Regions from separate parts of the Mus musculus genome. Here region 1 is linked to region 2. A link is a contact called in public HiChIP or PLAC-seq data. All regions are on one chromosome and are shown on one strand. Each heading gives the region's core, a stretch centred on a gene start, on an enhancer-like site or on the middle of the called end of the contact. The rest is flanking DNA. Distances are from core to core; before and after follow the strand shown. Region 1 has its middle 23 kb from the start of Nbeal1. Region 2 overlaps Wdr12 (WD repeat domain 12).

Region 1 (5,177 bases), core at 2,180-4,679, 83 kb after region 2:
TATAAAGCCTTGTCCTGCTGAGGGCTCGGGGCTTCATCCCCCCAGTCTGCTGCATCAGGGTTGGCGGTGAGCCCAAGCTCGAGCTTGAATAAAGTCGTGGGATTACATGGGAATCGTCTCCTTGGTGGTCTTCTGGGTCTCGAACTCTTCCTGAGTGGGCACACCACCACCATGAATAACAGCTTTAGTGGCTTTTGAGTATTTATGCAGACTACATAAAGCACTCCCTTAGATGTCCCTGTTTGAGAACCTAAAAGAGTGTTTTATGTTATCTTTCTTTCTCCCCTCTATCTTTCTTTCTTTCCTACCACGTGATAGGGGAGTGAAGGAGGGGGGTTGGAGATAAAGGGTGGGAAAAAGAAGAACGCACAAAGTAGCTAAATCCAGCTACAGATCAAAGTATTTATCACAACCAGATTTTATTACATATCAACTCAAGTGATCAAAATTCACTGTAACAAGAAAATACTTTCCTGTCACTTTAGAAAAGTCAGGTAAGGTTCTCAGGGGCCTTCACTAATATAAAAATCTGGTACTAATGTATTTCTTCCAAACTATTATCAGCACTTAAATTTTATTTTCAAATTACCTAGATCTCTGAGAGCCTTTGTGACAAATCATTTAGTTTTAGAAATGCTAAAAAAAAAAAAAAGATGCATTAAACATAGGACAACAATCAAGAGAGAATGAATGTCCCTGCACTAATAAAATGTCACATGGAGGTAATCCAAGTATTTAGAACACAAAGCCAGCATTCCAGTAGTTTACACGTGTGGTGGCATGTGGAGTTCAGATCCTCATTACTTTAAAAATAATTTATAATATAAAAAGATGTTGAATTGCCACATACTTTTATTGTATCTATTAAGATTTATTACTTAATTATAACAAATATATAAGTGTGGTAATTCTGTAGTTGGTTTTATTGGTGAAACACATGGGCTGAATGGTTAGGGTAGAGTTTATCTGTTCCATTTGAAGTTTCTCCAAGGTATATACAAAGTAGTTGTTGGGATTCTATAAATCCTATGTATAAGCAGAGGTGCAGAGAAAATGTTAACCCACCAGGAGAGAATAAGACCTCTATCACAATTTTTGAGCCAAATTTGAAGCGAGCTTTATTAAATACTGGCTAGGGCACTGGACACTGGCCAGGTCCTTACCTGGGATCCCCAGAAAGTAGCCACGAATTATGTAGTCCCATGCTTATAAAGGTAAAAGCCATAAGCCACCTCCTTCCCACGTTCATCCACTCAGGGGCAAGCATCCACCCTGACTGACTTCTTGCCTCTGTGCCTCCCGAATATTAAAGATCAAGCACATCCTGTGCCCTTGGGGCAACCAACCCTGGTTACAGACGTGAGAGCATCTGGCTTGCTATCTTACATGAACAACAGCCCCCAGCATTGTAGGACGTTAACTGCTCTTGAGAAGGTGAGGTTTACGGGTTTATCTGTGCTTGGGCAAGTGGGGCTTACAAGTTAGAGGCATCTTTGGTTTTTGGTTTTTGGTTTTTGGTTTTGGTTTTCGAGGCAGGGTTTCTCTGTGTAGCCTTGGCTGTCCTGGAACTCACTCTGTAGACCAGGCTGGCCTCAAACTCAGAAATCTGCCTGCCTCTGCCTCCCAAGTCCTGGGATTAAAAGCATTTGCCACCACTGCCCAGCATTTTATGGATCTCTTAAACACAGTAATTACAATTTAAAACATAACCTTAGCCCCAAATGAAACTACTGAACCAGACTGTTCCATAGCAGATAGAATAATTTGTTGGGACCAAACTGCCAAGGCCATTTCCGGTGGGTGGAGAGTTGGGGGCTGGGCAGAAAGAGCAGAATAGTGGCAAAGCAAGTAGATTTTATGACAGTTAGCAGGGTGGGGCTCTGACTGGATTTGGGCTGTCCAGATTGACTTGGGAACTAGTGCTCTTGCCTAAGGTAGTTGACCCTTATGAGCTGGTTAAGGAAGGTTCCTGGAGGATTAGGGAAACTTTCTATTGAACAGAAAGCACTTTAAGAGATCTGCTTTAAACCTTTGGCTTGTCACCAGCACTGCCCTCCTGGACCTGACACTTAGGTTTCCCATTCCACTCTGCAAACATATCATACCAGTTTACACGCTCATTACCTTGCATGTGACAAATCCGATCTTGTTTTCTAAACAGTACTAGCAGACTTTGTTTTATAAAAGTAGTAAGTACATAATGGTTTCCATGTATGAGTTTTCCAAGAAGACATTAAAAAAGAAAGAAAGAAAGAAAGAAAGAAAGAAAGAAAGAAAGAAAGAAAGAAAGAAAGAAAGGGAAAGGAAAGGAAAGGAAAGGAAAGGAAAGGAAAGGAAAGGAAAGGAAAGGAAAGGAAAGGAAAGGAAAGGAAAGAAAAGAAAAGAAAAGAAAAGAAAAGAAAAGAAAAGACAAGACAAGACAAGACAAGACAAGACAAGACAAGACTCTTGCCACTTGATTGGGGTGGTGGTGCTAACATACAAAACAATCCAAACAAGTCCAACTTATCAAGTCAGTTTGTTCCTTTCAGAGAGTGGCAGCTTCACTTGCTGAAGCTTCTGAGGTTGCCCTCCCTTTTCACTTACCAAGCTCTAAGGTTACTCAGCAGTGTATCAGTAAAGCTTCTCTAAAGGAACAAACAATTGAATGTGCATGTACACACACATCCACACACACACATTTATTAGAATGGTTCAAATAACCCCACGATGGCTATCTCAAGGCAAGATTCCAGTAGTAGTGATGGGTCAGCAGTCCCAATCTCATGCTAGAGACGCAGAGAAGTCCTAGAAAGCTGTTAGTCTTCAGTGTGCACTGGAATCCTGAAGAAGTGCATTCTAACATCTACTATCAGTAGAGGAATTCATAAGCTACAAAATAGATGAACTTTCCTTAAAGAGAAGGCAAGTAGGCAAAATGCAGAAGCTTTCTTTCATGTCATTTCACGTGGGCAGCCACTAGAAGGTGTGGTCCAGATTTAGGGCGAGTCTTCCCACCCCAAATGATCCAGAGTTAGGGCAGATCTTTCATCCTTAAATGATACAGTCAAAAAAATCCCTCTGAGGTCTGCTCAGCTGCTTGGGGTTTGTTTTGGTTTTGGTTTTGGTTTTTTTAATTGGTTCCAGATGTAATAAAGTTGACAACCAAGAGTAACCATCCCAGCACCCAGCAGAGGGCAGAAGCAAACCAGGCCTGAAATAGAATTGCATGTTGGGGATCACGCCATCTTCAACTTAGCAGGAAAAGAATTATTATAGTGCAACCCAATACCCTTTTCTCCCCATCCCCCCACCAGTATCTTTCTTTTCTCACCCATTCCCTCTACTTTCATGTCATGAATGATTTTATGTGCCTATATAGAATCAACAGTATCAAGAGAAAGTGGGCAATATATGTCTTCCTGGAATCTTGAGGGTTTCAGTGAAACACTGTCAGACCACAGGAAGGATGGACGGTTTCCTACTGCTGTGGTTTGAATTAGCTTCATTGTACAGAATCACAGGCTGCTGCTGGCTAACTTTATTTACCTAGAATTTGGAGGGCAACTTTTGGGGGATGTTTTTGTGTATTGTGTATCCAGATGCTGATTTCTGCACCCAAAGATCTGGTTGCAGTCATTATTATGAAGCATATCCTCACTCGGTGTTTTGTAAACCATGGTTCTCCATAACCTTCTGATTGGTTAAAGAAATAGCTGAACAGCCGATAGCTGGGCAGGAGAGGAAAAGACTTCTGGCCCAGGGAAAGTGAGAGAGGGTCTCGGGAAGGGGAACAGGGAAGTCGACATAGGGTAGGGACATAGATGAAGAAGGATGACCCAGGGCAAGACTAAGATGACAGGTAATGGGCCATGTGGCTGGGAAGGTAGGCCAGGTCAGCATAGTCTGGTTAGAATATATGAGTATCTACCTAAAGCTTTTAATAAATGTAAAGATCTCCTTGTCATTATTCAGTAGGCATAGAAAAGCCCATAGTTTTACACAACTATCCATGAACAGTTTTTATTATTATTTGCTAGAGACTGAACCCAGGGCCTTGTTTGTGCTCAACACACACTTTTACCACTGGGGTATATCCTTTGCCCCTCTTAATCTTTGTTTTTGTTTCTTTGGTTTTGGTTTTTCAACAGAGGGTTTCACTGTGTAGTCCTGGCTGTCCTGGAACTCACTCTGTAGACCAGCCTGTCCTCTCAAATTCAGACATCTGTTATCCTTTGCCTCCCTAAGTGCTGGGATTCAAGGCCTGCACCACTGCCACCAAGCCTTGTTTCATTATTTTGGGACAAGGTCATACTATCTATATAGACTTCACTGGCCTGGAGCTCAGTATGACCAGACTACCTTTGAACTCACAGAGATCTGCCTGACTCTCCTGCCTTAGTGCTGGAATTAAATGCAAAAAAACCCTCTTAATCTTAATGTAACTCAAATGACTAGTAACTTTTCCTTCTGTGGTTAGTTTGGAAAATAACTCCCATTTGCCTGTGCCAGAGAAGTAAAACATTGGCATATAATCCAGCAATTCCATTCTTTGTTGTAAGGCAAATGGACTCACATGGATGCCTGCATGGCATCTCTAATCACAGCATTATTCACAATAGCTAAGGAGGGGACATAGCCCAAGTATTCATCAACTGATGAATGGATAAACACGATATGGCATGTACTTAACATGGAATATTTTACACAGACAGAAGAAGGAATTATGGGGCTGGCAAGATGGCTCACCGGGTAAAGTCCTGAGTTCAAATCCCAGCAACCACATGTTGGCTCACAACCACCTGTAATGGGATCTGATGCCCTCTTCTGGTGCATCTGAAGATAGCTACAATGTACTTAATTATAACAATAAATAAATCTTTGGGCCAGAGTGAGCAGGGTTGACCAGAGGGAGTGGGGTTGACTGGAGTGAACGGAGGTCCTAAATTCAATTCCCAACAACCATATGAAGGCTCACAGCTACAGTGTACTCATACATAAAAAATAAATCTTTTTTTTTAAGGAGAGGGAATTACTAAGACATACAATAACATGAATGAACCTTGAAAATTACGCTGAATGAGCTAGGTACAAAATGGCAAATATTATTCCACAAAATGTGTAGCATAAGAAACTTCATAGAGTCAGGCAGTAGTGGCACATGCCTTTAATCCCAGCGCTTGGGAGGCAGTGACTGG
Region 2 (4,565 bases), core at 1,051-3,550:
GTACTACAGTACCTGTGTCACAGATCACTAGGAAGCAGTGTCATGAGTGTAGAAATGTCTCTTGGCAAACCATGCTGAACTCCTGATGAAGCTTCTGGGCAGTAACCAGGATTTCCTCAGGATATTCCTATTTATAAAATGGATTAACACTCTTCAACCGGTAGGGCTGATCAGGGTGTTTAAATGGCTTATACTAGTGCCCTAAGAAATGAGCAAGGCAGAGTTGGGTGTGGTGGTGTGCACATTTGATCCCAGTACTCAGAGGCAGAGGCAGAGGAGGCAGAGGAAGGTAGGTATCTGTGAGTTCAAGGTCAGCCAGGTCTATACAGCCAGGGCTACAGAGAGAAACAGTCTGGGAAAAAAAAAAAAAAACAACCAACCAACCAAACTAACAACACCAACAAACCCAACCACCTCAAAACCAAAACAAACAAACAAGCCAAACCAAAACCCCAAACAAAACAGTAACAAAAACACCACCAAAAAACAACCAAAAAGTAAGGCAGCATGGCTTAAAAAAAACAAAAACAAAACCAACCAAAACGCCTTTACACACACACACACACACACACACACACACACACACACACACACACACGTACTGTTTTCAGACACCCCAGAAGAAGGTATCAGATCTCATTACAGATGGTTGTGAGACACCATGTGGTTGCTGGGATTTGAATTCAGGACTGTCAGAAGAGCAGTCCAAACACTCTTAAGCGCTGAGCCATCTCTCCAGCCCCCAAAACTCATTTTTAGAAAATAAAGGATTTAACACTTTTAAAATGTTTACATGAGATTGAATTAAGAATATACAATTGCTACTTTTCCATGAACATAAAACTTTTATACTATTAAAAATGTTATCCTTTCTCATAGGTTCTTACAACTGAAAAGAAGGTAAGATGACTTGGGATGTGGGGCTCCACAAATGAGATCCAAGCTGGTGGTAGGATTTTTTCCTTAAGGCAAGGTCTCATTATGTAGCTCTGGCTGGCCTGGAAGGCACTCTGTAGGCCAGAGTGGCCCTCAAGCTCAGAGATAGACCTTTCTTGGACTCCTGAGTGCTGGAGTAAAGGCCTTGGACACCATGCCCATTGTGATCTTTCCTTCTTTAAAGATTTATTTTTTTTTAAAGATTTATTTATTTATTATATGTAAGTACACTGTAGCTGTCTTCAGACACTCCAGAAGAGGGTGTCAGATCTCGTTACGGATGGTTGTGAGCCACCATGTGGTTGCTGGGATTTGAACTTCGGACCTTCGGAAGAGCAGTCGGGTGCTCTTACCCACTGAGCCATCTCACCAGCCCTAAAGATTTATTTTAAATGATTGTTTTGCCTGTGTTTATGTGTATGCATCGGATCACCAGATCACCTGGAAGTACAGTTAATGATTCTGAGTCCCAAATTAAATATTTCATAAGTTGCTTTTGTTGTAGGATCTTATCATAGCACAAAACCAAAACAAACACCAAGACACAGGGTTAATTGTATAATTATGTGCACATCTGTTGGGAGCCGACTCTTAGCAGAAAGCTGCTATCATCTCTGCAGCCATCTCGGGCAATTTACTTACATGTGGTACTTTTCCACTGTGATGAGAGACTTGTTTTCCTAGCATGTTTTTGCAAGCCTACCACAGCTGTACACACTCTGATAACATCTTGTTTTTCTCCTATACATCCTGGACCTGTGGTTAAGTGTCTCCAGCTGCACATATCACTACCCAGTGAGTGCATATATTACCCATAGTTGCCTTTCAATAAATGAGACAGGAGACTTGAACCTTGAGCAGATAGCCTGTGTTGTCTCCATTCTTCAAGTCCCTTGCTCCTCAGTCCCCACTCTTTCTCTTGCAGACCCTATTGACTGACCCACGGACTGGGTCACACATCATATTAAACAGTCATTCTTTCCCTAGAGCCTGGAAGGCATAGATATATGGCTATGCATAGTTGTTAAGTTCCAAATGGAATTCTAAGAGGGTATTTTCTGTATTCTACATAAAATATAAATTTTAAATGCCTTGCTTCCACTGGGTCTTCTCCAGGTAAAGCAAGGTTTTCTTTTCGTATTTTCCACGATAAAATATTATTGCTTCTAGGAATCTAAAGGTGGCTTCAGAGGAAGTAAAATTTCCTGGTGTATGAAGTATTATGTACACTTATGTTCTAACGGTATTCAAGCTATTTAGATTTTTCTGTGCCTCTCCCTCAGTTGGAAACAACCTGCCCCCTCTTTCACCTGTCCAAATGTGGTTCAGCTGCCTCTCAACATGAGATCCTTGACAGCTGACTTCCTTCCCACCGCTGTTTACAGCCTTTTTACTACCTCGTCTTCCTTTCTCTGCACTGGGACACCAGTGAGGCTAACTTCTAATGTCTGCCTCTCACTTTGTGCCTTTTCCCTAACAACATTCTGGAGTTGAATAATTCAGTTTTTCCCTTTAATTGACTTAATTAGGTATATTCAGCCTAAATTTGTGTGTGTGAGCACACCTATTTAACACAAGGCCTCAAACATGTTAACTAATGATATCTATCACTAAGTTATCCTCCACTGCCTAAGCCTAATTTTAAATTGAGGAGTTTTATTATAAACACTAATAACAGATATTGGTTAGGTAGGAGATCCAGTCTCGATGTATTACAGACTCCATTCCTATGAGACAGCATAAATAATCCCTATACTCCAATTTATCCCAGCGATAGGTGAGCAGGTCCAGGTGAACCTCAGAAACAAACTTGTAAAGCCTGTTTCTGCTAGAAGGAAAGGGACCATGGAGAGGAAGACAACGCTTGAAGAAAAAGAAAAGCATGTTAAAAGATGGCTAGATCCTTTAGTCTTGTGTTGGCCTCTTACTTTCCTGGTTAGGGACTAAGTTCTAAGCACTTAAATAGCCCGAAGGAGAAAAGTTTGGCAGATTAAGAGGCTTAGATACAATCCTCGTCAATGATACCTGGCCCCTGGCTTTTCGGGCTTCCCTGTTGAAATGGCCTGAACAGAAATAAGGTTGCCATGGAACCAGGATTGAGATTAAGACTAGGTAAAGGGCCAGTTTCAGATGCCACACCCTTTCTTCCATTTGTCTTTGATACATGGGCCTCCTCACCTTTGTTCTTCGGAATGCTTGAATGCCGTATGCGTACCATTTGTGTCTGGTGCCCAGGAGGCCAAATGTCTGAATCCCAGGAAATGGAGTTTCAGACGGCTGTGAGCTGCCAAATGGATGCAGGAAATGGAATCCAGGTCCTTTGCAGGAGCAGCAAGTGCTCTGAACTGCTGAGCTGCCCCTCCAACCCAGCCTTTTTACCTTAATCTTACTCATTACGTACTGCATTATCAGCCTAGACAGTTAAGTCAGGAAAGACTATTTTTTTTTTTTATTGCGTTTGAGTCAGGGTCTCTCTGTTTATCCCTGGCTGTCCTGAAACTCACCAGGCTATCCTTGAACCCACAGACATCCACCTGCTTCCCAGGTGCTGGCATTAAAGATGTGAACCATCACTGCCCTGCTGCTCAATGAATGGACAAATTAACATCTACATTGTTTTAATGCTCTGAACACTCAACAGTCTTATTTTCTTATACACACTACCTTTTAGTGTGTGGTGTTTTGTTGTTGTTGTTTTTTACTATTTGCTTTTAATGTTAGATGACTGTTTTCCCCATACTTTTATAAACTTCTTTTTTCTTTAAATTTATTTACAGGTTAGTTGTATGCATGCCACAGTATGTGTGCATGTGTGTGGGGAAAAGGACAGCTTGCAGGAGTTCAGACCTGAGAACTGAACTCACGCTATCAGAATTGGCAGCAAGCATCTTTAGTCACTGAGCCATTTTGATGACCCTCCTATAAGTTTTCATTTTCTTTATTTGAGACCGAGTCTCATCCTGCTCCTGACTTGAACTAGTTATGAAGCCAATCCTACTCAAGTCCCAAGCCTTTTGCTTCTACTTCTTAAATGCTAGGGTTATAAGTGTGTGCTATGATGCCTGGCTCCTATAGCATTATTAGTCTTTTCTAGATGTTTCTCTTCAAATAGCTAACTAAAAAGTCAAACTAAAACAAAACAAAAAGACAAAAAAAAACAAATTTACTACATTTGTACTATATCCCTTTAAAAAGTATACTTTCTGAAATTCAAGTTTTAGGAGTCTACATAGGGTAAAATGTAGACAGAATTCAGACCACATACTTACTGTATTTTATAAGCACGAAGGACAAAGACAGTAAAATGTTGCTATTATGAAAGATGAACTGTTATCCAAATTTTAAAAGGCTGCTTCCTGTCTCTGCATTGACAATGATATCAGAGGATTATCCATTGATTTCTTTCTTATGGAGACAGAGACTCAGGGAACCATGGCTGGCTGCCTTTAAGCTCACTATACAGCAGAGGGTGACCTTGAATTTCTGATGCTCTTGCTTCCAACCTCTAGGACTGGGATTACAGGAATGTGCTACCATGCCCATTTTTCTTTGGGCAGTGCTGGAGATAGCATGCAGGGCTGTGCACATTTTAGGCAAGCATTCTACCAGCTGAGCTGTACTATAAGTCC

The links. HiChIP or PLAC-seq counts read pairs in DNA pulled down with a chosen protein or histone mark.
Region 1: a CTCF HiChIP or PLAC-seq map of CD8 T cells shows a contact between it and region 2, with 5 read pairs. The contact joins two enhancer-like sites. A contact is called at or near these places in 1 of 15 datasets of contacts at CTCF or cohesin (CD8 T cells), 1 of 115 datasets of contacts at active chromatin or transcription factors (embryonic stem cells) and 2 of 9 other capture datasets (adipose tissue and pancreatic islet).

What each region holds. Positions count from the first base shown.
Region 1 is chr1:60,155,487-60,160,663 of GRCm38.p6, forward strand. No RefSeq gene overlaps it. Among named protein-coding and RNA genes, the nearest start is that of Nbeal1, 23 kb to the right of the region's middle. Within about 2 kb of position 3,430, at least 52 of the 459 cell types and tissues checked have an H3K27ac peak or open chromatin away from gene starts, as enhancers often do. A contact at or near this core is called in CD8 T cells, where this site is marked.
Region 2 is chr1:60,073,506-60,078,070 of GRCm38.p6, forward strand. It overlaps Wdr12 (WD repeat domain 12), which reads right to left. Exons shown (of 13, transcript NM_021312.5): 13 at 3,363-4,565. Among named protein-coding and RNA genes, the nearest start is that of Wdr12, 22 kb to the right of the region's middle. Within about 2 kb of position 2,301, at least 30 of the 459 cell types and tissues checked have an H3K27ac peak or open chromatin away from gene starts, as enhancers often do. A contact at or near this core is called in CD8 T cells, where this site is marked.